Linked DNA regions of Hordeum vulgare: all the other regions are linked to region 3. The links are chromatin contacts, called in public Hi-C maps. All regions are on one chromosome and are shown on one strand. The core of a region is the stretch at or near the end of the contact, and the rest is flanking DNA. Distances in the headings are between cores, read along the strand shown.

The links. Hi-C and Micro-C count contacts between places; a contact is called where the count stands out from the background.
Region 1: a contact with region 3 is called in a Hi-C map of leaf, with 3 times the contacts expected there. The contact joins the promoter of LOC123443041 here to the enhancer-like site in region 3. A contact is called at or near these places in 2 of 6 Hi-C or Micro-C datasets (leaf and seedling).
Region 2: a contact with region 3 is called in a Hi-C map of leaf, with 8 times the contacts expected there. The contact joins the promoter of LOC123443045 here to the enhancer-like site in region 3. A contact is called at or near these places in 5 of 6 Hi-C or Micro-C datasets (leaf and seedling) and 1 of 1 datasets of contacts at active chromatin or transcription factors (embryo).
Region 4: a contact with region 3 is called in a Hi-C map of leaf, with 2.4 times the contacts expected there. The contact joins the promoter of LOC123439562 here to the enhancer-like site in region 3. A contact is called at or near these places in 2 of 6 Hi-C or Micro-C datasets (leaf and seedling).

What each region holds. Positions count from the first base shown.
Region 1 is chr3H:77,439,152-77,446,657 of MorexV3_pseudomolecules_assembly, reverse strand. It overlaps LOC123443041 (zinc finger CCCH domain-containing protein 1-like), which reads right to left and starts at 4,019. Exons shown (of 2, transcript XM_045119268.1): 1 at 3,217-4,019; 2 at 2,576-3,109. The coding sequence starts at 3,643. The coding sequence ends at 2,838. LOC123443040 (probable prolyl 4-hydroxylase 6) reads right to left here and starts at 2,404. Exons shown (of 7, transcript XM_045119264.1): 1 at 2,229-2,404; 2 at 1,087-1,212; 3 at 800-857; 4 at 587-691; 5 at 169-226; 6 at 1-78. The coding sequence starts at 2,317.
Region 2 is chr3H:77,827,075-77,834,705 of MorexV3_pseudomolecules_assembly, reverse strand. It overlaps LOC123443045 (ABC transporter C family member 3-like), which reads left to right and starts at 3,800. Exons shown (of 10, transcript XM_045119273.1): 1 at 3,800-6,220; 2 at 6,292-6,378; 3 at 6,462-7,091; 4 at 7,177-7,341; 5 at 7,422-7,631. The coding sequence starts at 3,821.
Region 3 is chr3H:78,348,208-78,356,009 of MorexV3_pseudomolecules_assembly, reverse strand. No RefSeq gene overlaps it. Among protein-coding and RNA genes, the nearest start is that of LOC123443047, 340 kb to the left of the region's middle. Within about 2 kb of position 1,864, at least 2 of the 3 cell types and tissues checked have open chromatin away from gene starts, as enhancers often do. A contact at or near this core is called in leaf, where this site is marked.
Region 4 is chr3H:77,576,518-77,584,256 of MorexV3_pseudomolecules_assembly, reverse strand. LOC123439562 (BTB/POZ and MATH domain-containing protein 2-like) reads left to right here and starts at 3,556. Exons shown (of 1, transcript XM_045116258.1): 1 at 3,556-4,948. The coding sequence starts at 3,683. The coding sequence ends at 4,774. LOC123443042 (NADH-cytochrome b5 reductase-like protein) reads right to left here. Exons shown (of 13, transcript XM_045119269.1): 9 at 7,621-7,698; 10 at 7,282-7,371; 11 at 7,084-7,197; 12 at 6,819-6,887; 13 at 6,197-6,572. The coding sequence ends at 6,516.

The sequences.
Region 1 (7,506 bases), core at 2,770-5,269, 910 kb after region 3:
TGCTCGATTGAGTTTCATCATTGTTATGGTCACTTTGGTTTGCTCCATACTTCAAAATCTGCATGCTCTCTCCATGCTCTGAAACCACTAAGAATGTCAACAGCCAGACACCTAGCAAGCAATGCTATACAGAATTAGAAAAGTGTAATCGCAAGGAACAAGCGATACCTTTTGGAATGAAACTCCATAATGATATCCTATCTTCAATCTTAGAAACAACTATGTCCTTCACAAGAAGTACAAAACATCAATATTTAGAAGTAGAACAGTTCAAGGCTTAGTAGTAGACTCTAATTCATCTCAATTTATAAAGTTAAACGTCTATTATGAATCCAAAAGAATGCACGTTTTCTTCACAGGTTGCAATATCAAGAAAACAATAATTCTGACCTCATTTAGTTGCATATCTATTTATTCACATGGGTAACAGTTAACACACAAGCATTATATACAGATGAAATGACAGAAGATTGTTATGTAGAGGGATTCAAGGTTTGTTTAATTCTGTATTTCTCTGAGTACAGTTTCTGCATGGTTACCAAAGAGCCAGTCATGAAAATATCATAAAAGCAGTATGTATGCTCACCTTGCTATCAGCCAGGCGAAATATGAGGCCCGCATCACTATTGTTCTCGGATATATTTGTAGCACCATCAGTAACAAGTACAGATGACCCTATCTTACCATGCACCTGCAATAATGAAAACATGACCTTCAATAACACGCTGCAAGCCATTTTTTTCTTTAAATAACTTGAATGCAAGGACTGAGCTGTGATATAGATGATGGGATAAATTACCATAGATACCAAGTGGTCACACTCCATGTGAGAGAGAAAACCTTCATACAAGAAGACCCTAAATTAAGGTAAGAAACTTGGGATTTGTCCACACAAAAAGAAGTGAGCATCTGAGTACACAACTATAAGTACAGCAGATCTTTCACGCACCACACATTCTTTTATAGAAAATGCACCACAAATTCATGGTACCAAATGCTTAACTGCTAGTACATAGGAAGTCAAATGAGCTGTTGTTTATAGTCCAGCAATAAAGTTACACATCATAATGAGGTGATGAGACAAACCTTGGATGCCACGAGAGTCGCTTTGATTTGGAAGGGTCAAAATCAACATGCGAGCTTGGAGACCTCGGAGTAAATGAACCATCTGTGGAGTTTAGTAATTTTGGTTGTGCAATATCCAAACCAAACCTGAAAAGGGTAATAATTGAATTTCACCTCAATATCTTCCATGAAGGGAACATCATACGATTGTAATTGACTTTCGGGAACTGGACCTCGACCAGTTGGCTAGAGGCGGACGTGCAGGTGTACGGTCAGCCCACCACCTGCGTTCGAGCACTGTGCTCCACAGGGGGTGCCACATAGTTGCCTCTCCAAATAAATAAAAAACCACTAACATTTGGCGCGTGTTGAGAAAAGAAATCTAATATACCTCTACATTACTTGGCTCTTTCTATAGCTGATTTTAGATTTGCATTCTACTTCAGTGGGAATTGATAAGACTAAATTGACGATGTAAACTCTGTGATCATCAAAGTATATAACCCAAGCTAAAAGCCAACAAGTAACCTAATGTCAGTTGGCTAGAGGCACCTGTGCGGGTGCACGGCTAGCCCACCATCCGTGTTTGAGCGCTGTGCTTCACAGGGTGTGCCTCATGGTTGTCTCTCCTTAAATAATGAAAAGGCAGACGTTTGGCGCGAAAGATGCCACATGCATTTGGCTCGTGTTCGAGGAAAAGTTTGTAATACTTCCTCATTAGAACTGACTTGCCCCTTTCTGTGGCTGATGTTAAACTGACATTCTACTATGATGTAAACTGCCTGATCATCTTTCACTCAAGCTTCAGGCCAACAACCAACCTATGACCAGCTAACCCATTAACACAACCAGTCTCTGGTATTGCAGAGGCAAGACTGTGATCAAGACTTCAATGGGCAGGGTTGGGGGACTTCATGGGTTGTTTTGTTGACCCTGCATTTACTATTGCAGAAACAGAGCTACCCACATCAACAGCTACTGAACAAATCAAACCATAACTCAACAAAGATCCAATCCTAGAAACTGAATCAAGCTAGGCAGACACATATCATCCCGAAGTAGAAACACATCCTGGCCTACTGGGACCTGGTTACCCAAATCCAACCAGAGATCCCCACAGGCACATAGTACATCCGAGGGATGGAAGAGCAAGAGGGGCTTACCCGCGAGAAGAAGCCAGAGTAGGGGGCGGGGCAAGCGATAGACATGCTGCCACAAGCAGCACCAGCAGGGCTCCTGATCCAGATCCCATGCTTCTTCCCCGTCGGCTCTCGAGGACTGCAACTCTTCCCCCCGGATCCAGCCCCCTGCAAGTGAACAGATCCGCATATCTCTCGTCTCACTCTCTCTGTAGTCTTTTTTTTAGGGGACTCTCTCTGTAATCTGTACTGTAAGCCATCGAGCGAGAAACGGGGCCCAATGGGCCGTAAAGCCCACCGAAAACACAGACAGATGTCATCGCCAAAAAAAAAAACACGGACAGATGGGCAACAACAGTGATAACAAAAGATGATATATTATGGGGATAGATAGACAGACAACGACGCAGGTTTATTCATACGAATTACATAGGATTTGTATGCACGGATTGCACAACAATTGGAATTATACAGCACAGATAAATACTAAATACCACCACGGTAAAGTTATTAACTTTCAGACGAAATCAATCAGCCCCACCCATTTTTTGTTTGTTGCTATGTATCAGCAATGCCAATCATCTGGTATATGGGGTATGCGACCATGGTGGGTGGACGGCTGATCGATCGGTCTCAGTCCTCCTCGTCCAGCCAGTCGCCGTAGATGCCGGCGATCTTCCCTTGGCTCATGAGCATCAGCCTGTTGGGCTTTTTGCCCCCGTTCTCCTCGGGCATCGTCTGCCCAAGACGATCACGGGGAAGCACCGGCGGGTACGGGTACGCCCTGGCGGAGCCCGGGGCGGCGTAGCGCGGCCCCGGGGTTTGCCTCGCGGGCGGCGTCGCGCTCCCCCAGTCGTCCGTCAGCACCCTCTGGTCCCCGCCCCCGGTGAGGCGAATCGCGTGACCTGCACAAGAAAATCGAGGGCATGTTTCGTTGAGATCCCGATCGACGCGGCCGGCCATGCACACGTGCGCGATCTAGGTGGATAGCTTAGGGGGGGAGCGGGCATACCAGGTGTCGCCGGCGCGGCCGCGTGGGGGAAGGCGCACTTGTCCCCGAAATGGCAGGCGCCCGTGTCCCTGAAGTTGAAGCACACCTTGCCGCCGCCGTTGACAAACCTGCCGCCTCCGGCGAAGGCGTGCGAGGGAGGGGGGACCGGCGGGCGGAGCTCGGCGCGGCCGTGCGCGAAGGTGCAAGCGTCCTCGTACATGCAGCGGCCGGTGACCTCGTACTTTTCGCAGAGCCTGGTCTTGAAGTAGAGCCTCTCCGGCGGCGCCTCCTCGTGCTGCCCCTGCCCGTCCGCCTCCCCGTTCACCACCACCACCGCCTCCACCGACCGCGGCGGCCTGCCCGAGGACAGCACGATCACGTCCTCCGCCCAGCGGCGTGTCGGGGCGCCGTTGAAGGCGTTGGCGGCGGCGTGGTCCTCCCCCTCCATGGCTACTAGCTAGCTGCAGGCCGCCGGACTAAACCCTAGGTTAGCGCAGCGCCGCAGCCGAGTAGACAGATTCGAGTGAGGAGGAGCGGGTGTGGAGAGGGGCTGCGAGACGGGCACCGATTTATAGCGAAGGAGCGGGGCTGTGGTTTCTGGGGGCGCCGGCCTCCGCCGTCGGGGCCGGGTTGGAGGCGATTAATGCCTCCCAATCTGTCCCTAGCCTGGCCGCGTGCTACTGCTGGCTGTGCTACTGAGGATTTCGCGAAATTGATTGCGGGTTTCAGTTTCGGTTCGCATTCGAGGATGGAGCGCCGCGGTGCAGTCCTCTAGCTAGCTTCGATCGGGGCGTGGAGATGGAGGTGGTGGTGGTGCATCGAGATCGAGGGCGTCGGCGAGTTGGGCCCGAACGCAGGGCTCAGGGCACGTGAGCGAGAACTGCGACGGCCTTGGGCCCGTGTTGAACGGTCCTCAGATTGCCCGAAAGCTCGCAAGGGCCCTGCCCCTGCGGTCTGTCACACTGCTTTGCAAAGCAGGGCAGAGTGCAGGTTTTGCCCAGAAAGGAAACAAGGAACAAACGAAGCAGCTGGACGCAGGAGTCCCATTCCTGGCAAATCCAGTGAGCCTTTTTGTTTTACCAGAGATATTGACACGGTAAGGTGTTTGACCACCACCTTGGGGTAGAAGGAAAAAAGGTTGCAAGAGTTTGCTCAAGAAAAGAAAAAATTACTACTCCCTCTAGATCTAAATACTTGTTATAAAGAAAGTAGTTGTTAAGGCATCGCATCACCTAAACCGTAGAGGTAATTTGCCTCCGTCCCTAACCATCGATGCTACTCCCTCATCATAATATAAGATCGTTTTCCATGCTAACACAATATAAGACCGTTTTCAAGCTAAGGGACGAAGGGAGTACTTTGATTGGTTGGACACCTTAACGTATATAATAATCTCTCTTTCCAAAAATTTCAGGCAACTACAATTAACATTTTAAAGAAGGGCTTCCCATAATAGCCAGCCTTAAAAAGAGATTTCAAATCAATCCGAGTCCGAATCGGAGAACAAGCAATGCTAAGACGTGTCGAACAAGTAATGCTAAAAGGATGGTAAAAAGACAATTCGATGCGACTATATGAAGCATTTCAAAGAAGAGCTTTCCCATGGTAGCCGTCTTTAACAAGAGATGCCAATTCAATCTGATTCCGACTCAGAGACCACTCGTGTTGAGACATGTCTAATAAGTAAGTGATGTTAAAATTAGATATTTAATTTGCATCTAGAGAGCACATGCTCCTGCATGTCAAAAATGAATTTTACAAATGTTAAAAAAATGAAAAAAAAAATAGATGTGTTGGTTGTCACACCCAAATGGTACATGCAAATTTGCATGTAAAAAACTTAAGCATTTTGACACGTGCAAAAAAAACAAGTTGAATGTCAAGTGTTACCTTCAAATATTACACTTAATTTTGTTTTTTTTCACCAAAGAAGCACCGCTATCCCATATGACATGAAATTGTCAAGCAACAAAATATAGAAAAAAAAATCATAATTTTTAAAATTTACTTAAAATTTATTTTGATTTTACTGTTCATTAGGGAGCATATGCTCTCTGAAGCCAAAAAATCCGCGTCCTGTTAACTTGACTTTAGAAGATAAATCCAGGCAAGTATAACAAATATTAAAAAGAAGAACTTCCCATCATAGCCACCTTTAATAAGAGATGCCAAATCAACTTGTTTCCGATTTCGACTCGGAGACCAATGATGTCGAGATGTGTTCAATATGTAACCTAAATTGACAATAGAAAATAATCCCAATCAACTATAGTACATACTTCAAAGAAGAGTTTTCCATGGTAGCCAACTTTGGAAGAGATACCAATTCATTTGATTTCTATTCGGAGAACAAGTGATGCTGCATCTCCAACAAGCAATCCTAAAAGGACGGGAAAATATAATTTCATGCAACCATATGAAGAATTTCAAAGAAGAGCTTCCCATGATATCTACTTTTAACAAGATTTACCAAATCAATCTGATTTCATTTCTGACTCAGAGACAGTGGTGTTGAGACATGTCTAATAAGTAAGTAATGCTAAAATGGAAGTAGAATATAAATCAAGGCAACTATCATCAATATTTAAAAGAAGAGCTTCCCAAAGTGTCCAGCTTTAATAAGAGATACCAAATCAATTTGTTTCCGTCTTCAACTTAGAGACCAGTGATATTCCAATAAGTAATGCTAAATGTCAAAAGAAGATATGTTCAAGCAACTATAGTAAATATTTCAAACAAGAGTTTCCCATGGTAGTTAGCTTTAATAAGAGATGTCAAATCAATCCGACTCCGATTCGGAGAACAAGTGACGCGGAGACATGTCCAACAATTAATGCTAAAATCCCAATAAAAGATAATTCTATGTGAGTATATGAAGCATTTCAAAGAAGAGCTTCTCGAAGACCAGTGATGTTGAGACGTGTCTAATAAGTAAGTGATGCTAAGATGACTTTAGGAGATATTTCGAGGCAAATATAGTAAATATTTCAAAGAAAAGCCTTGCATGGTAGCCATCTTTAACAAGAGAAGCCAAATCAATTTGATTACGATTCCAGCTCGAAGACCGTGATGTTGAAACATGTCCAATAAGTAACGTTAAAATGAAAATATAAGATAATTCCAAGCCACTATAGTAAAGATTTCAAGGAAAAGCTTCCTAATGTAGGTAGATTTAACAAGAAATGCCAAAATCAATCTGACTCCAAATTCACAGAATAAGTGATGTTGAGATGTATCCAACAAGTAATGCTAAAAGGACAACTGAAGATGATTCCATGCAACTATATGAAGAATTTCAAAGAAGAGCTTCACGTGGTAGTCAGCTTTGGCAAGTCATGACAAATCAATCTGATTCTGACTCGAAGAGTGGATACGAGTGATGTCTAGACATTTCTAATAAGTAACTAATGCAAAAAATGACAATAGAATATAATCATAGTAAATATTTCAAAGAAGAGATTCCCATGGTAGCCAGCTTTAACAAGACATGCCAAATCAATCTAACTTCGATTTTGACTCGGTGACCAGTTATGTTGGGACCTAATAAGTAAGTAACGATAAAATTATAGTAGAAGATAATTCTAGGCAACTATAGGAAATATTTCAAAGAAGAGCTTCCCATTGTAGCCAGCTTTAACAAGAGATGCCAAATCAAATTGATTCTCATTTCGACTTGGAAACCAGTGATGTTGACATGTGTCCAATAACTAACCTAATAGGCCAATTGAAAATAATTCCAATCAACTATAGTACATCCTTGAAAGAAGAGTTTTTCATGATAGCCAACTTTGAAAAGAGATGCCAAATCAATCCAAATTTGATTCAAGAACAAGTGATGCTGGGTGTCCAATAAGTAATGTTAAAAGGACATGGAAAGATAATTCCATACAATGATATGAAGAATTTCAAAGAAGAGCTTCCCATGGTAGCCAACTTTAACAAGACATAGCAAATCAATTTGATCCTGCTTCCAACTGAGAGTTGAGTGTTGTTGAGACATATCTAATAAGTAACTAATGCTAAAATGTAAGTAGAAGATAAATCTAGGCAACTATCGTCAATATTTCAAAGAAGAGCATCCCAAAGTGTCCAGCTTTAATAAGAGATACCAAATCAATTTGGTTCTAACTTCAAATTATAGACCTGTGATGTTGAGACATGTCCAATAAGTAATGATAAAATGACAAAAGAAGATAATTCCAAGCAACTATACTAAATATTTCAAACAAGAGATTCACATGATAGCTAGCTTTAATAAGATATGCCAAATCAATATGACTCTAATTTGAAGAACAAGTGATGCACAGACAT
Region 2 (7,631 bases), core at 2,551-5,050, 520 kb after region 3:
GGTGGAGCAGTCATCCCCTCTGACCCCGTAGATCAGTTGCCCCGCTTGTTTTCAAATCTCGATCTCTGATCGACGAGCCAGACCCGACACAGCACGTTCACCCCCCCTTCGTTGTACGACGCTACAGGGATACTATCGGGTACCGAGGGTGACACCTCGCTAAGTACTCCTGATGATATCTCTGTAGTATAGCTAGTCGGTCGTGGTTATCGAGGGTGATTCCTCTTTCACCATTCCCGATGACGTCTCTGTCGTGCCACCCCGCGAGTGTGGGACCCCCGAGGGTGATTCCTCTAAGCCCACCTTGACGGGTACATCCTTCGGAATCCAACGAGGGTGATACCTCGGATTCCCCCCGATGTTACAACCACACAGTTACTCGACCATGTTACTGGGATCTTCGGTGATTAGTTGTAAGACGGGTGGATTCCCGCGAGACTGTGTTGTTGGCCTAATTAAAATGCTAATGGATTTGGGTATTTTGATCTGGGTTGGTCGGAGACCTTTTCGCACTAACCGGCTACGCGGGAAGAATTATGGGTACTCGACGTCGCGGTATCAGCCGAAGCTTTTCAGATGCCAGCAGTGTAGCGGCGCGCGCCCGAGTGGTCCCGAGATGCATCGCGCTTGTGATTAAGGGATGCTAGGACTGACGTCGGCCGCCCACGCCACGTGCAGGAGCGTGAAGGGGAACTGGGCCCATGAACCCTTTGTGCTTAGGATTTAGACCGGCGGGCTGGCCTCTCTGATTAGTCTTAGGTGGGGCTGCGACGTGTCGATATTCCGAGGCCGGGCAGGACCCAGAAAAGTATGTCCGGCCAGAGTGTTATCGAGCGTGACGGGACATGTGGTGCACCCCTGCAGGGATGAAAATTAACTATTCGGATAGCCGTGTCCACGGTTACAGGACGACTTGGAGTTGTGCCCCGATCTTATACAACTACAATTGTTACTTAACTGGAATTAGTTTGCCTCGGGATTGCTTCCTCGCAGGGAGTCGAGGGAGGATCTTTAGGCGTGACCTCACTTTAATATTGCTGCAACAATATGACTATTATTGTGTTACCCCTGTTCTACTCTCGTCTATTGCTGCAAGACCCTGAAGATGCTAGTCTTCGATAGGACTAGGCCTTCTCTCTCTATTCTCGCATTGCTGCAGTCAGTCCACATATAACCCCCTTCTTTGATACTGATGCATAATTAGACTAGTGCTGATGTAAGACTTGCGAGTACTTTGGATGAGTACTCACCGCTGCTTTGCTCCCCCCTTGTTCCCTTGATCCGTTTGTTGCGACCAGATGATGAAGCCCAGGAGATGGAGGTCCCCGCCACCGACGACTGCCACCCCGACGGTGCCTACTACTACGTGGAGGCCGCTGATGATCAGGAGTAGTTAGGAGGTTCCCAGGCAGGAGGCCTCGCCTCGTTCGATCGTTGTATCTTTTGTGCTAGCCTTCTCTAAGGCACCCCTTGTTTTATGTCTGTTCTCAGATATTTGTTGCTTCCGCTGACTCGTGTGTTTATCGAGCTTTCGTATTCTAGCCCTCGAGGCCCCTGGCTTGTAATATGAAGCTGATGTTATTTTATTTGTGTCTAGAGTTGTGTTGTGACATCTCCCCATGAGTCCTTGGATTTGATCGTACGCATTTGCGTGTATGTTTAGCGTACGATTAAGCCGAGGGCGTCACAGCCTCCGTCGGCCTTCTCTTTCTTGACTCACGCAGCCTTTGCTTTCCCTTTGAGGCGGCGGTTTTTTTAAAACTCCACCATGTATTAATTAAATTAAAATGTTCATACAATCATTCATTGCATCAGTTGCCACAGAAGCCAGAACACTATTAATAAGAACACCGTCGGACATGTTAATAAAAGTAAACTTCGCAATCTCATGTGCCATCGTATTAGCTTTCGTGCCAACCTTGGAGATCTTTACATTTGGCGTCATCTTCGATAAACTTAAAAGCTTACTTTTTAAGGTCAAGAAGGGCTGACCTCTGAAGATTGTTCTTTCCAAGAGCAGAATCCACAAAAAAACAATTAGTTTCTAAAATGATGGGTTTGTGAAGGATGATACCGATACATAAGCCGGAGAATGCCGCCCTAAGTTTAGCTTCTTCAACGCTATCGCAAGCCCCAATATAATTCCAAATGGAAATAATAACTTCTTCATAATTGTTTCTGACAACCACCCCCGCACTCGCAGTGTTTAATGTCTCCACAAAACTTGCATCGACATTAATCTTGAAGAACTCTTTGGTGGGAGGTTGCCAACCAGCCGAATTCCTCTTCATAATATTTGAAAACAGAATGTCATCCCCCACTTCCTTGCCTTTGTTACTCACCTCTACCTGCACTTTTGCATGACAAGACGAAAATGAAGCCTGGTAAGAGAGCGACAAGATGGAAGAGGACAGTGGGGGTTTTGCCACGGAAACAATATGACCAGATACAAAAGCGGGAGCTCCACCTCAGTTTTGAGTGGGTCCAGGATGTTGGAATCCTACGTGATTGTGTTCGGACTCCTTCAATGCATCCTCATTTGGTTTTGTTTTGCAAAAAGGTTACGATCCACACCACGTGGTTTGGAGGTCTACGTTGAAGATTAATATTTCTTCGTTCCTAAATATAAGTCTTTTTAGAAAGGTAAACGCTTCCACCCAGCGCGTCGGCCGAATCGTTCGGCCGGTCGCGCGCGGGCCGCGCGCCTCGCTAGCAGGTGCATGCAACATTTTTTTCGTTAAATTTGCTGCAACCATGTGTTATTTTGATACAAACGTTTTCCATGCAGTTTTTTTTCTCGTGTAAATTTGTTGCAACCAGCATTCATATTTGCTACAAGCGTTTTTTATTTACTATATTTGTTCAGTAAAAAAGTTGCATATACGTTTTGTCGTAACTCGAGTTTGTTGGATTTTTGCTACAACCGACGTTTTGACTTTTGCTACAACCATGTTATTTTTTGCTACAACCGGCATCATTTTTTGCTGCAACCGTTCACTAAAAAAGTTGCATACACGTCACGTAGATATTTGCGACAACCGGCGTTTGACTTTTGCTACCACGCATCATCTTCTTCGTTTTTTGATTTTTTTTTTTTTGCTATAATTATTTTTTTTGTTGCAACCGTTGACGAAAAATGCTGTATAGCGTTGAAATTTGTTGCATCGAGAAAAAAATGTTGGATGAAGATCTAACGGTGCGGCCCGTCTACAGCTGACAGATCGCGCGGCCCGCCCGCAGCCGGCCGAATCTTTCGGCATTGTCCTTTAAAAATTTCGCTACGTATTACCTACAGAGTAAACTGAGTGAACCTATACTTTAAAATATGTCTATGGTAGTATAGGCTCTTATTATGCACGAATCACTGTATCCGATGGTCAACTTTTGCGAAGGAGATTTTTAAACCGGAGAAAGAAGATACTTAAACTAACCAGATACTCGGGGCGAGTCAAAAACCCAGCCGGCCGTGCCGGGATTCTGCAGTTGTTACGATCGCTCCGGGGCACCGCCACCACCAAAACCCCAATTTATTCACCTCTCTCCCACACCTTTCTCCTCCATCCTTGGCTGGCTCCCCCTTCTCCCCTCCGTCGCAACCCGCCCGGGTGGCCGCGCGCGGTCGCGGTGAAACGTGGGCGCTGGTGTCCTCGAGGTGCCTTGGACCCCAAGGACCCGAGCCGCGCCGCAGCCGCAGCCGCAGCCGCCCCGTCGCCGTCACGACGACTCTTCCCCGCGCCCGCCACGCACGTGCCGCAGCCCCGCCTATACAACCCCAGCCCGCCCGCTCCGGCGCTTCACTCACTCAGCCCGCGCCCATCCCATGCCCACTGCGGCGTCGTCGTCGCCTTTCGCGGCAGCGATGGCGGGCCAGCACCAGCCGGCCCTCCCCGTCTTCCTGCGTCCGGCGCTCCTCCACGGCCTCGGCGCCGGGGCCCACCTCCTGCTCGCGCTCGCCGTCGCGGCCCGCCTCCTCTTCGCCGCCGGCCCCCGCGGCAAGGAACCAGCGGCCGCAGCAGGGAGAGGCAGCGGCGCCGGGTTCCGGTGGGGCCGGTTCGCGGTGCGCGCCACGTGGGCTCTGGCGGCCTTCGAGGTCTTCCTCGGCGCCTACTCGCTCGTCTCGTGGTACCTCGACAACAGCGGCGGCGGCAGCGGGGCCGGGTGGGGGCCGCCCGACGCCGTGGCCGACCAGGCGGACGCCGCGGCGCGCGCAGTGGCGTGGCTGCTGCTCGCGGCCTACCTGCAGCTCCAGTACCGCGGCCGCGGGGAGGAGCGGTTCGCCGCGCCGCTCAAGCTCTGGTGGGCGCTATTCATGCTCCTCTCCGCCCTCGCCCTCGCCGTCCACGCTGCCACGAGTCTCTCCTACGGGCTCCCCGTGCCCGCGCTTCCGTGGGCGCGCGACGCCGTTGAGGTCCTAGCAGCCGTGGCGCTAGTAGTCGCCGGGTTCTCGGCCAAGACGACGGGCGGCTCTGCTTCTGAGGAACCTCTGCTCAACGGCGCGAGCGAGGGCCGCAGCGACGACACCGTCGATGCTTCCATCTTCACGAGCGCCGGCTTCCTCAGCGTCCTCACCTTCTCCTGGATGGGCCCCCTGCTCGCCGTCGGCTACAGGAAGACCCTCGGCCTCGACGACGTCCCTGACCTTGATCACGGCGACAGCGTGGCCGGCCTGCTCCCCTTGTTTAAGAAGAACCTGGAGGCACTCGCCGGCGATGGCTCTGGCCCCAAGTTCACCGCGTTCAAGCTCACCAGGGCCCTTGTGCGCACTGTGTGGTGGCACATCGCGGTGACCTCGCTCTACGCGCTCATCTACAACTTGGCCACCTATGTTGGCCCATACCTCATTGACTCCCTGGTGCAGTACCTCAACGGCGACGAGAGGTACGCCAGCAAGGGGAAGCTCCTTGTTGTCACATTCATCGTAGCCAAGGTGTTTGAGTGCTTGTCACAACGGCACTGGTTCTTCCGGCTACAGCAAGCCGGGATACGTGCTCGGTCCGCGCTTGTCTCCGTCGTGTACCAGAAGGGGCTCTCTCTGTCCAGCAGCTCCAGACAGAGCCGCACGAGCGGCGAGATGATAAACATCATCAGCGTGGATGCCGACCGAGTCGGCCTCTTCTCATGGTACATGCACGATCTCTGGTTGGTACCACTCCAAGTAGGCATGGCACTGTTCATCTTGTACTCCACCCTCGGGGCAGCCTCACTTGCAGCGCTCGGTGCCACCATTGTGGTCATGCTTGCAAATGTGCCTCCGATGCGAATGCAGGAGAAGTTCCAGCAGAAGCTGATGGACTGCAAGGATGTCAGGATGAAGGCGACATCTGAGATCCTGCGCAACATGAGGATTCTTAAATTGCAGGGGTGGGAAATGAAGTTCTTGTCCAAGATCATTGACCTCAGGACCACAGAGACAAGCTGGCTCAAGAAGTACCTTTACACGTCGACCGCGGCCACCTTCGTGTTCTGGGGTGCCCCGACCTTCGTCGCTGTGGTAACCTTCGGAACTTGCATGATCTTAGGGATACCATTGGAGTCAGGGAAGGTGCTGTCTGCATTGGCCACATTCCGGGTGCTTCAAGAACCAATATACAACCTTCCTGACACAATCTCAATGATGATTCAGACCAAGGTGTCTCTTGACAGGATAGCATCTTTCCTATGCCTTGAGGAGTTGCCGACGGATGCTGTGGACAGGCTACCAAGTGGTAGCTCTAATGTTGCAATTGAGGTCAGCAATGGGTGCTTCTCCTGGGACGGCTCACCTGAGCTGCCAACGCTGAAGGACCTGAATTTTCAAGCTCAGCAAGGCATGCGTGTTGCAGTCTGTGGGACGGTAGGCTCTGGAAAATCAAGCTTGCTCTCTTGCATTCTTGGTGAGGTGCCAAAGCTATCAGGAGAGGTCAAGACTTGCGGAACAATGGCATATGTCAGCCAGACGGCATGGATACAGAGTGGCAAAATTCAGGACAACATACTCTTCGGCAAGGAGATGGACTGTGAGAAATATGACAGGGTCCTTGAGTGGTGTTCGCTGAAGAAAGACTTGGAGATCTTGCCATTCGGTGACAAGACAGTCATTGGAGAGCGAGGCATAAATCTTAGCGGCGGGCAGAAGCAAAGGATTCAGATAGCCCGAGCTTTGTATCAGGATGCTGACATCTATTTGTTCGATGATCCATTCAGCGCAGTCGATGCTCATACAGGATCCCACCTTTTCAAGGTAATAATACATTCTTTTTTTGTTCAATAGGAATTTGAGAACACGTTGCTTAAGGTTTCTTCCATTTGCAGGAATGCTTGCTTGGGGCTTTGGCTTCAAAGACGGTGGTTTATGTCACTCACCAGATTGAATTCCTGCCTGCAGCTGATCTTATTCTGGTGAGAATTTTATTGGCAAATGTTTCATGTAAGTTTTATTGCATAAATTGTTCGGTTCTCCTTATAAGATAATTCTAATGTAGGTAATGAAAGGTGGAAGAATAGCACAAGCAGGCAAATACAGCGATATACTTGGTTCAGGGGAAGAGCTAATGGAGCTGGTTGGTGCTCACCAAGATGCTCTCACAGCATTGGATGTGATTGATGTTGCTAACGGAGGCAGTGAGACAATCTCTTTAAGCCTATCCAGGTCAGTGTCATCAGCTGAAGAGAAAGATAGACAAAATGGCAACGACGATGGTGACAAGGTCCAGAGTGGGCAGCTGGTGCAGGAAGAAGAAAGGGAAAAAGGCAGGGTGGGGTTTTGGGTCTACTGGAAGTACCTCACATTGGCTTACGGCGGAGCTCTCGTACCATTTGTGTTGATAGCACAGCTACTTTTCCAAGTACTTCAGATTGCTAGCAATTACTGGATGGCTTGGGCTTCTCCTGTGTCAAAAGACGCTAAGCCTCCAGTGAGCACGTCGACACTGATCTATGTCTTTGTGGCATTGGCTGTTGCAAGTTCGCTGTGCATCCTCATAAGGGCACTGTTTCTTGTGACAGCTGCATACAAAACAGCAACTCTGTTGTTCAACAAGATGCATATGGCCATATTCAGAGCTCCTATGTCTTTCTTCGATTCCACTCCAAGTGGGCGCATCTTGAATAGAGTAAGTCATTTGCATCTCCTCGGATTTCCTAGGAAGTTTGATTTGTTTACTTCGATTATTGCTCACTCAAGATTGAACTGTTTAGGCTTCAACTGATCAAAGCGAAGTGGATACAAACATTGCTTACCAGATGGGTTCTGTTGCGTTTTCCATCATACAACTAGTTGGAATTATTGCGGTGATGTCTCAGGTAGCATGGCAGGTGTTTGTTGTATTCGTTCCTGTGATCAGTATCTGCTTCGGCTACCAGGTAATTTAATTTATTTAATGCTTATCGTTATGTTGTTTTAACTGCAAGATCAGCACCTTATTACATCTATCATCTTGCAGCGCTACTACATTGAGACGGCCAGAGAGCTCCAAAGGCTGGTAGGGGTTTGCAAGGCTCCTATCATACAACATTTTGCTGAATCAATTACTGGATCAACCACCATCAGAAGTTTTGGCAAAGAGAATCAGTTTGTATCAACTAATAGCCATCTAATGGATGCCTACTCTCGACCGAAATTCTACAATGCTGCAGCAATGGAGTGGCTTTGT
Region 3 (7,802 bases), core at 615-3,114:
AAGAACAAAAAAGAAAAAAGAAAGGAAATAAGCTGAAAATGTAAAAAGAAACAAAAGAAAGAAAGAAAGAAAACCAAAACATAAAAAACCTGGTTCAAGAACTTTCTAGAATTTTCCTATAACCGTAAAAACCAGCTTCGAACTTTTATAATGTTCCCAAAACCGGGATCCTAGCAATTAAATGGCTGGCCCATATGACGTAGCTAGGTCGAGAGTCCTATCCGAAACATCGGGGAAAACCCTATTTGAAGCTGTTTGTGTCAAATAGGCGGGCAAAAGCTGCGAGCGAGCGATGGGGTTTGGGTCGGCCCGTTAGCACTTTCATCGATCCAGGTTTTGGGAACTTTTAGAACTATCCAATTGGTTTTTCGGTTTTGGGAACTTTTTAAAAGATTCTCTGAATCGGTTTTTTTATTTATTCTTTTTTGTTTCTTTTTTATTTCTGTTTAAAAATGTTTTGGATTTTATTTTTTTTCTAGAATTTTAAAAAATGTTCCGGAATTTGAAAAAAAACATTCTGGAATTTTTAAAATGTTCTAGAATTTGAAAAAATGTTCCGAAATTTAAAAAATGTTCCGGAATGTAAAAAATTGTTCTAGAATTTAAAAAACGTTCCGTAATTTTCAAAACATGTTCTAGAATTTGACAAATGTTCCGGAATTTGAAAAAATATTCTGTGATTTTTATTAAAATGTTTCAGATTTTACAAAAAATAGATTCCGAAATTTGAAAAAATATTCCAGATCTTGAAATTTATTCTGAAATATGAAAGAATGTTTCGGAATTTGAAAATATGTTCTGGACTTGGAAAAATATTCACAATTTTATGCAGTAATTTTTTTTACGAACTAGAATTTAATTCATGTTTCAACATTTGTTCACAATTCGAAAAAAAATAAGGTTTCAAAATATGTTCACAATTCAAAAAATGTTCAGGGTTTCAAAATTTGATCGCAGATTCGAAAATGTTCATTTTGTAATTTTATATATGAATTTTACAATTTATTCATGTTTCCAAAAAAAATTCACAATTTGAGAATTGTTTACAGTTTCAAAATTTGTTCACAATTCACAAAAGGTTCACATTTTTTTCATTTTGTTCACGGATTTGAAATTTGTTCATGTTTCAGAATTTGTTCATATTTCAAAAATTGTCCGCGTTTTAACGAAAAATGTTGACAATTTTATAATTTTGTTCATGAATTTGAATTTTTTTCACAATTCGAAAAAATGTTTGGTGTTTCAAAATTTGTTCGCTGATTCAAAAAATGTTCATAATTTGATAATTTTGTTCACAATTCGAAAAATGTTCTCGGTTTCAAAAGTTGTGCATGTTTTCATAAAAAAGATAGAATATTCATTTTTGTTCTTGGTTATCAATTTTCCTTTGCATTTAAAAAATCATAATTTGAAAAACATTATCCCTTTGAAATTTGTTCCTTTTCCCGATTTTTTTTTGAATTTCACAAAATATTATACTTTTTATAAAATTCTACAGAGATAAGAAAAATTCAATGTTTAAATAAAGATTTACTTTTTCAAAAATAAAATCTCGTTTGCAGTTTATAGTTCATATACAGGGGGCTGACATTTTAGACACCTAATCAACGATGATGGTGGCTAGCGACGCTCTAAATTCGCCGCTGTTTTTACCTCTTTAAGCCTGACGCTACACATCTAACACTAGAATTTGCCTTGCACAGTGGCTAGCTCGGTGGGAAAACACTTCGAGGTCGCGTGTTCGAAACTCATTATCCCCGAGCTAATTTCCTTAGTTTTTGCAAACGCATGCGGGGTGCACTGCAATTGGGCGAGCCCAGGGTGAGTCGCACTGTGCAAAACTGAGATTCTTTGCCGCAACGAGCACCTGAAGAGAATAGCTACTATCACCTGAAGAGAATAGCTCACTTGCGCGAGACTGGCCCGGCCCGTTTAGGTTTCACGGGTAAATCCTTTGCTCGTTCATTCCAACGCTATTGTCTTGATGATTGCTTCGCTGTGTTTTTCGGTCCGATCGTTTCTTTGTTTCTTCAAAGGTTTTCTTTTCTTTATATTTTTAGTTTCTTTACTAGCAAAAGGGCCCGTGCGTTGCAACGGGAGTAAGAAAACTACATATTAAACACTTATTATTACAATAAGTGTTGAGTGCGTGAAGATTTTAACCGCCTCATGTGTAGCTGATATACGATTGTTAGATAAACACGTTAACACTTTATGAGGTAATTCGTCACTAGCGATTTTAATTCTAATGCATAGACTAATTCTAGCGTCTTACATTCTTCTAAGAAGAAAATGTGACAATCTAGGTCAACAACGATTTGTTGAATATATGGCTTGCTTGGTACGCATCCAGAAACAATCATACAAAGCATAATGAAACCATGTTGGATATATTATTCCATGGCGGGCCGCAGCTTTTTTTTATTTCTCCGAGCAAGGTCCATCCTTAGTTCAGCATTACAAAACCTAGTTGACTTTAGCTATGCGTACAACTGTCATTACTAATAATCATAATTTATTTTATTTTGAAACATATTTTCATACCGTACAAATCTTTGTCAGTACAGGTACAACACAACTCTATGTTTAGTGAAGGTTTTTTTGAGTGGTATTCTATTCTTTTTCTATAAACTTTTATTTCCAAGATCACACTCACATAAATATTAGCATATGGCTTACTAAGTTAAAACTGTTGCCATCAGAGTGTAAGACAGTATAGTTAAATAATCACAGTGGGTCAATATGAGGAGGAGACATCTAATAGATAACCATTTGTTGAAACACCATGAACAATTACACATAAATTCAATCGAACGAGCACAAAAAATTGTAATCGATGCATCCAGCAGCTTCCAGTCAGTGAGCGGCGGCTGGGATGGGGGTAAATCCCCAGTGAGATATGCACTGCATGCCCCTTATCCACAACATCTTGCGCCGTCTGAGTCCAGTCACTCTACTGAAAATTGAAAAGATGCGGCAAGCTTCATCCCTCCACGGCAAACTCCTTGAGAGCAGATCAAATCAAGAATACAACCAAGTAAAATAAAGGTGGAAGGCCGGATGTGATTACCCGCGGAGGTTCCAACGGTGGCGGCGGCGGTGCCTCGCGAATCTGTATCGTCGCCGCTGAGTTAGGCGCCTACTGCAGAAGTGCAGATGGAGAGCAAAAAATGATTAGAACGCACGTTTAGGCAGCGACGGTACTTACCTGCATTGGGGAAGAAGGCGGCGAAGTGAGGCATAACAGCAGATCGGAGTGAGGCGGTCAAACCGTGGATGGGTCAGCAACCGTGGAGGTGACCACAATGGGTCGCGTCCACGCTGGAGGAGGGATCTGCATGCTCACACGCCGCCGAACTCGGTGTGATGGCCGCCAGATCCCACTGGTACGGGGGGAGGAGAGGCGGGAAGGAGAGATGGAGGCCATCCTCGGGGTGCCGACGAAGGCCCGACGCCACGAGCGGCTCCACCGCACTCGTGCCCCAGCCGCGCTCGCCCTCGCCTCGTCAGCTCCCTGCGCCGTCCACATCCCTGCGCACGTCCCCGCGTGCCTCGCCGCCGCATCGGAGCGCGCCACCTCTCCTCTGCTCCAGGCCAGCCGCCGCCTCGATCTGGATCGAAGGAGGGCGAGCTCCCTGCTCCGCTCTGCCCGTTTCCCGCGACAACCATTGTTGACCTCGCCTCGCCTCCTTGCCCCGCAGCTCTGCCCGTCGGAGTCCTTCAGCGCCCGCGGCCCCACGCCAGAGTACTGCGGGTTTATTTTCATAAAGCACAAGGGCTTATTTGTAAAAGCGCCGTGACGACGGACGACAGAAGCGCTGCGCGCTTTATTATTAGGAGAGATTTTATATCGGCCTCTTTATTTGTTTATCTTTTTTTTGTTGTGCCTGTCATTACAAATACCGGCAGAGATTAAATCCGAAAATGGGCCCGCCTTTACAAATACCCAGCAAGTGGGGAGTACGCATCAGGTCGCTCGTTGGCGACCTGTATGCCAAATACGGAGTAGGAGGCACCATTGCTTGAGAGAGCTTCTATTAGGTGTGTGACTCGGTAGCAAATGAACTAGAGCGCTCCCCTCCTATCCTACGCGCTCTTATTGGGTCGCCCCATGAGCATGGCTGGATGATCCCCAGTTTTTTTATTCTTATTGCATTTTGTTTTTGTTATGTTCTATCTTTTTCTTCATTAAACAATTATGTATTAAAAAAGTTTCAAATGTAAAAAAAGAAAGATTTTTCTTCTAGAAATGATAAAATGTTTGGGTTTAAAAAAAATGTTCCCGTAAACGGTTTGTCAATTTGAACAAAAAAACCATGATTTTTTTTATTAATTGAAGACTTTCAAAAATGTTCATGTGTACAAAGATTTCCACAATTTATATAAATTCTCATAAGTTTTTTTAGATGATAAAAAATATTGAAAGCAGTATTTGGGAAACTGAAAATTGTTCAAAAATTTCTTTAAATTGTTCAAAAAATCCAGAAAATATTCTCAGTTTCAAAAGATAGTCATGAATTTCCATAATGTTCATTGAAATTTACAAATGATTCAGAATTTCAAATGTTTTTGCCAAAATTTCAAGAAATGTTTGCCTATGCGAATAACGTGTTCACAAGCTCAGAAAAATATATGTAATTTCGAAAAAAATTAGTGCATTCAAAAATGTTCATGTATTTGAAAAAATGTAGGTAAATTTAAGAAATATTCTCAATTTCAATAATACTACCATTTGTTTTCTAATTAGATGTACAATGTTTGAGTAAAAAAATGTTCACTCCTGTTTAAAAAATGGCCACCATTTTTCATAAATTCCCGGATTTCAGAAAATGTTCATGAAAATTAGGAAATTAAAAACGAAGAGGAAATGAAAAAATGAAAACAGAAAAAAAAATACAAAAATAAAAGAGGATCGCAAGGAGAAACAAAAGAAGAAGAGAAAAGGTCTGGGAAAGAACCATCCCAAAACTGGAGACCGCACCCGAGACCTGAAGATGAAATACGACCCGCAGGAAGACTCATCCCTACTAGTCCTCCTACCGTCTACCGACCTCGATTCAGTGTGCACCGCTGATGGGGAATTCATCTTCTCCCATCGGAGAGGAGACACAAAAATAAAAAACCAAAAACCCCTCGCATCACAGAAGAATATCTTAAGTACCGGTGCTTGTGGTGCACGTGTTGCACTGAACTCCCGTAGCATATTTTATAATATTTGAAAATTCCTAAGTAAAATATATCTATATCATACAACATCAATGTATGTTGTCACAAAATTTCAAATCAAAATTTAAAACATAGTTCAAAAACCAAAAATGACTAATTCAACATTAAATAGTACATAAGTTAAGTTTGGCTTTAGATTTGGCCTATTATCATATTGATGTCAAGTTCGATATTTTTAATCTCAAGCAACGTTTCAAATTTTAATATGATTTTTCACAACATATATTGATGTTGTGTCAATGTGCTTGATTTTTTTTAAACACATTAAAATGGTTTACGACATTTGGTGCATCGCTAACACCATCCAATCTGCCCGAGCTCGCGGCTCCCGGTAGTCATGGCCTAGCAGTAGATCACCATGTACGTGATGCTCACTCTAGACACGAAAAAGAGTTTTCCCCGCTTTGTATTACAAAACAACCAGCCGAAACATTTAACGATAGATGTTGAGGCAGAAGCAACACAGTCACATCCAAAAGAAATAAAAAATAAAAAATAAAAAAACAAATGCCGACATTGATGAATCAAAAAAAGAAGAAACCTCGCAACCACGGTGACCACCAGGGATCTCCCACCAAGCTCCAAGACTGTGAAGTGCCGCTACCAATTAGCACCTCCCACAAGGGCCGCGATGAAGACGACGCTGCTGCCAAGGGTTTCCCCCGGTACGTGACTAGGCGTGAGGAAGGGTAGGTCCCCACGCCCTCCACGAAGGTTAGGCGGCACCCACGGCGCCACCGCATCGGTGTCGACAACGCCGACAAGGGTTTCCCCCGATCCCAACCACCACCTCGGGCGCTCTGGAGCCTACCACCAAACTGGCGTCCACCCTCCGTCAACACGGTCTTGAAGCTCCCACATCGTCTCATCATGGCACCGCAAGGTGAGGCTTGCACAACGATGAATAGGAGTTGGGACTAGGGGCAGCAGCACCGTCGGCACGCGAGAGGGCTTAACCTCCACTGTCGATGACGGTAGCCGACCGAACGCAATAGCATGACATAACACGCCCATGGGCCCATAGGCCCGGTCGGGATCTCAAAGCCCGTAAAGCTCCCACCCTCGTGCAGCAACTTGCACGCTGTCGGCGCCGCCATCGCCCGTCCGAGCTCCTCCTCCTCCTCACCATGCAGAAGACATCGAAGTCGCGCTCGGGACCGCCCGCTAGGACCCCGATGGGGACTGTAGGGCCTAGATCTGGGTCGGGGGCGCGCTGCTGGCCACCTCACGCCACCACGCCGCCACCTCGCCCGCCGCAGGCCACCGCCACTAGGTCGCCGGACTGCCGCCTAGCCGAGCAACACCCCTCACCGCCCCGCCACCACCACCTACCACTGCGGGGTGGCTGATGACTCCCCACTGATTTGCGTTGGTTTCCCTCCAAGCTTAAAGGGTGATGTAGCATAGCGTCAACAAGTATTTCCCTCAGTTATGAAACCAAGGTATCAATTCAGTAGAAAGGTCCACAAGACTATGTAAGCGGTACCTGCACAAAAATAACAAATCCTCGCAACCCAACGCGTGTAGGGGTTGTCAATCCTTCGTGGGTAAAGTGAAAGGATAGATTGATAGATGCAAATAGACTGATGGCAAATAAAATGCGGCAAGGTATTTTTGGATTTTTTAATAATATAGATCTGAAAATAAAAGAGCAAATAAAATGGAAACGTGAATAACAAAGTAAAGATTGAAAATAGATGGTGTGAAATAGACCCCGGGGCCATAAGTTTTATTAGTGGCTTTTCTCGAGAAAATAACAAATGGTGGGTAGACAAATTAATGTTGGGAAATTGATAGAAGAGCAAATAATTATAACGATATCCAAGACAATGATCATGTATATATGCATCACGTCCAAGACACGTAGATTGACTTCTGCTTGCATCTACTTCTATTACTCCACACATCGATCGCTATCAAGCATACATCTAGTGTATTGATTTCATGGAGAAACGGAGTAATACTTTAAGAACGATGACATGATGTAGACAAGATATATTCATGTAGGAATAGACCCCATCGTTTTATCCTTAATAGCAATGATACATGCATGTCATGTATCCTTTTGTCCCTCGGATTGAGCACCGTAAGATCGAACCCATCACAAAGGACCTCTTCCCATTGCAAGATAAACGGTCAAGTTGTCGAGACAAAAATCAAATATCGGAGAAGAAATACGAGGCTATAATAATCAAGAATGGATATAATTTCATAGATTTGATCATAAACTCACAATTTATCGGATCCCAACAAACACACCGCAAAAGATAGAGTTACATCAAATGGACCTCCAAGCGACCATTGTATTGAGAAGCAAAACGAAAGAGAAAGCCATCTAGCTACTGCCTACAGACCTGTATGTATGATATGAACTACTCACACATCATCGGAGGAGCACCAATGAGGATGATGAACCCCTTCGTGGTCGTGTTCCTCTCCGGAACGGGCTCTCGATTGGATTTCGTGGCTTCTAGAACTTGCGATGGCTGAAACGATTTCCATCGAGTCCTCTAGGTTTTCTGGATTATTAGGGTATTTATAGATCTCAAAGGCGGTGGAGTAGGCGCCCGAGGCCC
Region 4 (7,739 bases), core at 2,307-4,806, 770 kb after region 3:
AGCAAGAAGTTCATCATCTACACACCATCTGTTACCTTTTCGAGGGTGGTATCTCCTAGATTGGTTAGGTGTCACTTGGGAGCCTCGAAATCTTGTGAAGTTGAACCAAGAAGTTTGTAAGGGCAAGGAGATCACCTACTTCGTGAAGATCTACCCCGAGTGAGGCTAGTCCTTCGTGGACGTAAGCCATGGTGGAATAGACAAGGTTGCTTCTTCATGGACCCTTCGTGGGTGGATCCCTCCATGGACTCGCGCAAATGTTACCCTCGGTAGGCCACCTATCGGAACCACGCCAAAAACTCCATGTATTCATTGTGTTTGATCTTCCAAATCTACCATCCTTTATATTTCTTGCAAATGCATGATATTCACATTATGTTGCTTGATCTCTAAATATGCATGTGTGGGAACTATTGGATGCAACTTAACTTGTGCAAAAATCTGTCTATAACTCAAGAAAATTAAAAACCGCTCATATTTCCTTTTAAGTGCCTATTCACCCCCACCCTCACCCCCCTCTAGACACCACTTCTTGAGCCCGCAGTAATGCGTTCGGTTGTGAGACGTACTCGTCAATCTCACCTGTGACCTCTCGTAGGGGGTCTGTTTCTGTGGCGGACAAAGCTTTCTAGTCATGTAGGCCTTTCTTTAGCTAGTGAAGCCATGGTTTCCTCGGTATCAACGTGTTCCTAGGAGGCCACCTCTTCTGTACTATTTTCAAGATCGGAGAGCGAAAGTAGATCGGTTGTGTAGACGATGCAATCTGATATTGTTTCATCAAGGAAGTAGTCCTCTGGTTCATGGTCGATGTGGCAGTTTTCACAGACCATGTCAACGAACATATGTCTTTATGGAAGTGTTGATGTAGGTTCTCTTTGTACGCAGTCCCTGAGTTCCTTAGTGCGGACCAAAAAAATTGTTGAGGTTGAACGGTGGGGTCACCGAAGTTGTGATCATGTCACGTGCCTCGCGTTGATTTAGAGGTAAGCATAATCGAAGATCGACGCGAGCATTGTTGGTGAAGGTAACGCTGCCGACATAGATTGCACATATAGGGTGGACTGGTGGGTTGATGTCGACCCGTCCCTCCTTGTCCGTGGTGAACATGAAGGATCCAAAAGGCATGTTTTCCCACGGCGTAAGGCCACCGGAAACATATGAAGATTTGATCCAAGACCGGTCTCCACCCAGCGCCGCTCGTGCATGGCACGCCCACTGACGGTGCAAAATAACATCAGATCCCTTGGTAGTGGTCCAAACGTAGCTGGAAGTCTTATATTGGAGGTTGCACAGAGGGTTTATCCAGGTTCGGGCCTTTGGAGAGTAATACCCTACGTCATGCTTGCTTATGTTATTCATGGTGGATGGGTACCTCGTGCGAGGGGTTATAATGGTGTATGACATTGGTATTGAGAGTTGCTATATAAGATGAGATACCCTAGAGGGTTACCTAACCTTCCCTTATATAGGCGAGGAGGTCTAGGGTTTACATGATGACAAATGAGATCTCGGGCGCCCCCACCCTGAGCCTTGGAGGACACAAAGGTCTCTAATGTTCCTTTAGGGATTCTCCCCTACAACGGGTTGATCGGGCCCCTCGTCGACCTAAAGGTCAGGCTCCTTTAAGTGGTCCACCCCGGTACTTGGCACCGTCACGAATAGCCTAAAATAGATATGTGAAAAAAAATTAAAATGTGTGATGGGAAATGAGATTAAGTGGATGCTTACACCTGATGGAAAGTTTACAGTGAAGTCTTTGTATATGTTTCTAATTAAGATGAATTGTGGCTTTTCATAGAAATTTCAATAGAAAATTAAGGTGTCTACAAAAATTAATGTTTTCTTGTGGCTTTTGAATAAAAAGAGTATTTTAACTAGAGACAATCTGCTCATCAGAGGGTGAAAAGGTGACATGTGTTGTGTTTTCTATGGCCAGGATGAGAGCCTTAATCATCTATTTTTTGCTTGTTCAATGGATAGAGTGATATGGGGTCTTCTTAAGTGTGCTTATTTGAATTCCATTCTACTCAATGTGAATGATTGCTTTGATAGATGGATTGGAACTTTCCCGAAATTTGACAAGAGATTAGTTCTTTTTGGTGTTTCTACTCTTCTCTGGTCGACCTGAAAACGCCGAAACGACATTGTATTTAATAGAAAGAAATAATGTGATCTGATGACAACTATAAAACTAGTGTGCACTTAGATAAATGATTGGGTTGTGTTACGGATAAAAGACCCACATGCAAAACTTCTAACACTAGGGGCAAAAGTAGTGAGTAGCAAGTAAAGTTTACCCAGCATCGTAGGGCTGGAGACTGGGTGTTCTTCGCATTGGCGGTTGATTATCTTCACTGGTGGGTGCCGTGGGGATCTTTAGACTGCTCCCTCCCTATGTTTCTTGTTTCCTAGCTGAACTGGTGTGTGGTAATTTTTGTTTAGCAGTATGTGGCGGTCACACTACATTCTAGTTTGTTTCTTTGTGCCTTAGCACTGTGGTGATGTGATGTAATATAATTTTGTTAAACTTGACGGTGGTGGGTTGATTCCCCAGCTAAATTTGGGTATGTGCGTGTGTGGTTTGTAGTTCTTAAGACCATGTGGTTTCGTTATTAAGTACAATTTGCTATACTTGCGTTTTTCACTTAAAATTTACCGATACACAAAATAAATAAAAAACATACATGTCAAAAGAAAATCTTCCTTTTTACCGAAGAAACATAGGTTTTTCACCCAAGAGTGCAAGCTCGCAGGAATCGCTCTCAATATCCATATAGATTGGTCCCTTTTTAAAAGGTATTTTTTTGTATCTTCTAAGTATTGTAGCAAAAAAATTGAGTTTTCCTATATACCTAAATAGTTGGTTTTTACTTATTCTAATTCTATCGGCATGCAACTATGGCAATTCATGATAGCATATTGTTAAAACACCCACATTTAACGTGTAGTACTCATATTCAATTAAAAAAATGGTACTCATATTCAATAAATATTATATAACTAACTTATACTCACTTCTCTTTTATTTACTCTGCATATTAGTTTTGTCCTAAGTTAAACTTTCACTCAGTTTCTAGAAAAAAATATAACATCTACAATACCTGACCAATACCGTTAGATTCGTCATAAAATACATTTTCAGATCCATGCATATTTGTTACTATAAATGTATATTTTTCGTATAAACACGGTCAAAGGTTATAAAATTTAACTTAGGACAAACCTAATATACAAAGTAACTAAAAACAAAGAAAGTGTGTATTTTTGTTTTAATTATCATATTGTTATTTGAATATTAATGTTTCATATAATTAAGTATAATTGGAAAAAATACTGCAACAAATTTTCACAAATATTTTTATTTGAGAAGAACAAATTTTCACAACTTTTTTTTTGACAAATTTTCACAACTGGGCGCGAAGTTTTCATCTCTAGTTTTGCGAATGAGAAAGGCGTAAGGCCCATTGAGTAACCTAACCGGCAGGCCGTCGGTACGAAAGCCCATGTGAGGAAGTGTCCCGAACCTTTCCCAAAATAGAAAGGCTCGTCCTCGTCTTCCCCTCCTGCCCAGCCACCCCAGTGAGTCCACTCCACCGGATCCCACTAGCTCTGCACGGCGAGGGCGAGAGCGAGAGCTCGAGAGAGCGACCAAGCTTCTCCGGTGATACACAAGAGGCTCGCCATGTCCTCGGGCTCCTCCGCGATCGTGGCCGACACGGCGCGCGGGCACTACCACCTGAAGATCGACGGCTACTCGGTCACCAAGTTCGCCCTCCCCAGGGAGCAGTGCCTCAGGTCTCAGCCATTCTCCGTGGGAGGCCGCCTCTGGGTCATCGAGTACTACCCCAACGGCGACCAGCTCGTGGGCGTGAGGTACATTTCCCTCCACCTCGTCCTCGACGACGTCGTCGCCGGAGAAGTGCGTGCGCAAGTCCAGTTCGGCTTCAAGGCGGACGAGGAGGAGGAGATGCGCGCGCACTCCTTTCTCAAGAGGCGGGGACGGAAGCCCGCGCCGCTGAAGCTCGGCAAGGTGGAGGCCCGCGGCGCTGGTGTCTGGGAATGCCCCAAGTTCGTCAAGAAGAAGACCCTGGAGAATTCGAAGCACCTCAAGGACGATTCCTTCACCATCAAGTGCGACATCGTCGTCCTCAACGAGTTCCGCACCGAGGACGGGCCCGCTGCGCCAAGATCCATCGCTGCGCCCCCGTCCGACCTGGGCCGGCAGCTCGGCGACCTCCTCGCGGCCAAGAAGGGCGCCGACGTGGTCTTCGAGGTCGGCGGCGAGACGTTCGCGGCTCACCGGTGTCTGCTCGCGGCCCGGTCGCCGGTCTTGAGCGCGGAGCTCTTCGGCCCGATGACGATGAGGGAGAGCGGCGCCGCCGACCTGATCCGTGTGGCCGACGTGGAGGCGCGGGTCTTCAGGGCGCTGCTCCGCTTCGTGTACACGGACTCATGGCCGCCGGAGACAGCGGAAGAAGAGGAATTCGCCATGGCCCAGCATCTGCTCATGGCAGCGGACAAATACCGCATGGAGAGGCTCAAGCTGATCTGCCAGGAGAAGCTGTGCAAGAACATCGCGGCCGGCACGGCGGCGAGCATACTGGCATTGGCCGAGCTGCACCACTGCCATGAGCTCAAAGGCGCATGCTTCCATTTCCTCAGCTCTCCGAGGAACCTGACGGCAGCCATGGCCGCCGACGACTTCGAGAATCTGCGCACAAGCTTCCCCTTTCTTGTCAAGGAGGTGATTGCCAAGTGCTCGGTCGACGCCTAAGATCAGTGATGGTTGATTGATCGATCCCCTCATGTTCACTAATTATGCTTTGCTTGCTACCGGCAGTGCACGGATGGTTAATTAATTAGTACTACTAGTGCCTAGGTAGCGCTGGGAACCATTACACTACAACGTCTTTACTACTGTAATATGGTATGCATGCTAGTTCTCTTAGTCTTACTAGCAAAAGGGCTCATGCGTTGCAACGGAAGAAAGAAATACCACACGGCACACGCTCTTAATTTATAAAAAAATATCTATAATTTGAGAATTTATAGTTACGATACAAATAAAGAGGTCTTATCCTACAAAAATGCAGTTCAAAATTTCACAGGTCTTCTATTTTAACACGGCTTGCATATAGATTTTATACGTACAAAGAATCAGTCAAGTGACCTTCAGTTTCATCTCTAATCCTGATTTTGTTGACGTGTTCATTCCCAATCCGGATGAGTACCGGTATGAAAGAAAGACGAATAATGACTTATTTATTAAGATTGCACCCTAGATAGTATTTTTATTAAACGTTTAACAGATAAAATAATATCATATTTAAATTCTACATATTTTTCTAATCAAATTTCATGTATAATATGTTAAATTTGGAGTTACGGTTGAAAAGATATGAGTATTTAAAAAAATATTTAATATATACTACGAGTTTAATGTCATAAACAGTAAGGGCTTTTTTGTAAAATCACTTCGATGGGTTTTTCGACGAAAGCGATAGCCTCTTTATTATTAGGTAAAGATGTGTAATATTGTTTCAGAAATGGTACTCTGGTTTTTAGTTTGCTTGTCATGTTCAAAATGGCTACATCCACCATGTGTGCAAAACTTGCCAATTAATCAGTAATGAAGGGTATTGTGAGCATCAGGTGATATTGCTGGTTCGATCTCCACTTCTTCTGTAAAACAATCGAAATCGAGAAACATTTGTTCTGGAAATTCATTGGCTAACCCGTTATGTTCACCATTACACCCTCCTTTCCAAAATATAAGTTTTCTTAAAGATTTTACTAGGGACTACATACACCCTTCGTTTTAAAATATAAATCTTTTTTAAGATTTCACTACGGACTACATACAAATGTACATAGACATATTTTATAGTAGTTTTGCTAATCCAAAGTGCCCGTTGTATCCACGGAGGCCAATCACAGCATGCATCTTCCATCTATCACTGTCCACTACAACGTGCATATCGATTTTGAACTATCCGACGCTATGATTTTGTATGCAAAGGCCGCAGAGATCTCTTTCATTATCTAACAAAACACAACCAACGACGAATGCATCCTTAAAATACAGATAAAAATACTCGCTGAACGGGAAGAGTAAGTCATTAGATTCTGATAAAACAATCTCTGACCGGCAGGGTCTAAATTTAACCTGAAGCAGCAAATAGAAGAAACCCACTCATTGAGTGCAATGCTAGCTTGTGATCATGGCATGCTTGGCCTGTGCGAATCAAACTGTTACCTCATTCAATCCAGTATCGTAAAGAGAAAGGCCCGGTTAAAACAACACCAGCAACCAGGCAGCCTCAGGTTATTCAGGTGTCCATGCAACGAGGCGCACAGATGACAAAACGGAACCGAACCAAAATTCTTACAAAAAGATGCACCATACTGCTCTGAGTTTGGCACTAATTGCCGTGGCGCGATGAAAAAAAAAGGTTCAGCTGCGGTTTATTTTACTGCCATGGCATGTCAGCGTCCCCTACGTTTCCGGCGATCGACTAAAATTTGTATACCATCTGTGACGTGTACCCTAAATCTTTGAGAAGGCCAGTGACCTGCAAAAGAAACCCAAATTGGATTGATGAAACGACTAAAAGGGAGCAAATAAACGCTGTAAATATAGTGTGGAATCCCTTGTTAGCTCTTGACAGCTATATTAGATGGATATGCAAAGAAGGTCATTTGCCTATTCAGGGTTAAGAATCATAGTCCTGCCTTATTCCAATTGAGTATTACCGAATTGTAAGATTGTTAACTTGCAATCAAATGTACTGTTAATGACTAAATAACATTTGCATTACCTCGCCTTGTGAATAATCCTTTGCCTTATCTCCAGATATGTGATTCATCATTCCAGGAGGACCACAAACCTGACCAAATGAGAACCACGAAATTAAAAAGGTTTCTTAATAATCCAATTATAATATAACAATGAAGTTAATGATATCCATAAACAATGATTCATTGACACTGAGAGAGATAACAAACAAGCTACCATAGACAAAATTATTCAGATGATATGTTGCTAAAGGCACAGCATGTTAAGAAATGTCAGGAACTACTCACAAGAATAAGAGAATCCTCCCCTGGGCCTGGCAAACCTTTCAAAACCATGTCCTTTGATATGTAGCCAACACCACCCCTCCAGTCACTTGATGGTTTATCAACTGTATAAAATACCTAAAATTTTGCAAGGATGTCATGCTTAGCAGTAACTTCACACATGTGGCAATGGAGCAACCCCAGCAATACAACAATGCTAACCTTGAAATTAGGATAGCTGCTGGCAAGTCTATCTAACTCCCTTTTCAGCAAGATATCATCTGGTGACACATTGGCGTAAATCAAGGAAACCTAGACAACAAGAACAAAGAAAGAAAAAGATTAGAGTATACAGGGAACATTAACCTAATGATAGAACTACTGATGTTGTTCGTGAAAACTATATATAGAGACGTTAATCTGCCCTGCAGCATCGCTGATTATGGGATAGTGTTGCAATGTTCAGGACTTCAAGAACAGTATACTTCTCAACAAAAAACATATGCATCAAAGGAATGCATGAAATCAACGCAAAGAAGCAAAATTGTGATGACAGTTTACCTGAGTGTTATCATCAGGGTTTTTCAGGATGGCCCTAACAACTTGCAGCATTGGTGTTATGCCAGTACCACCAGCAATCTGGAAGCATAGGAGTAAATTGTATTTAGTATATTTGATAC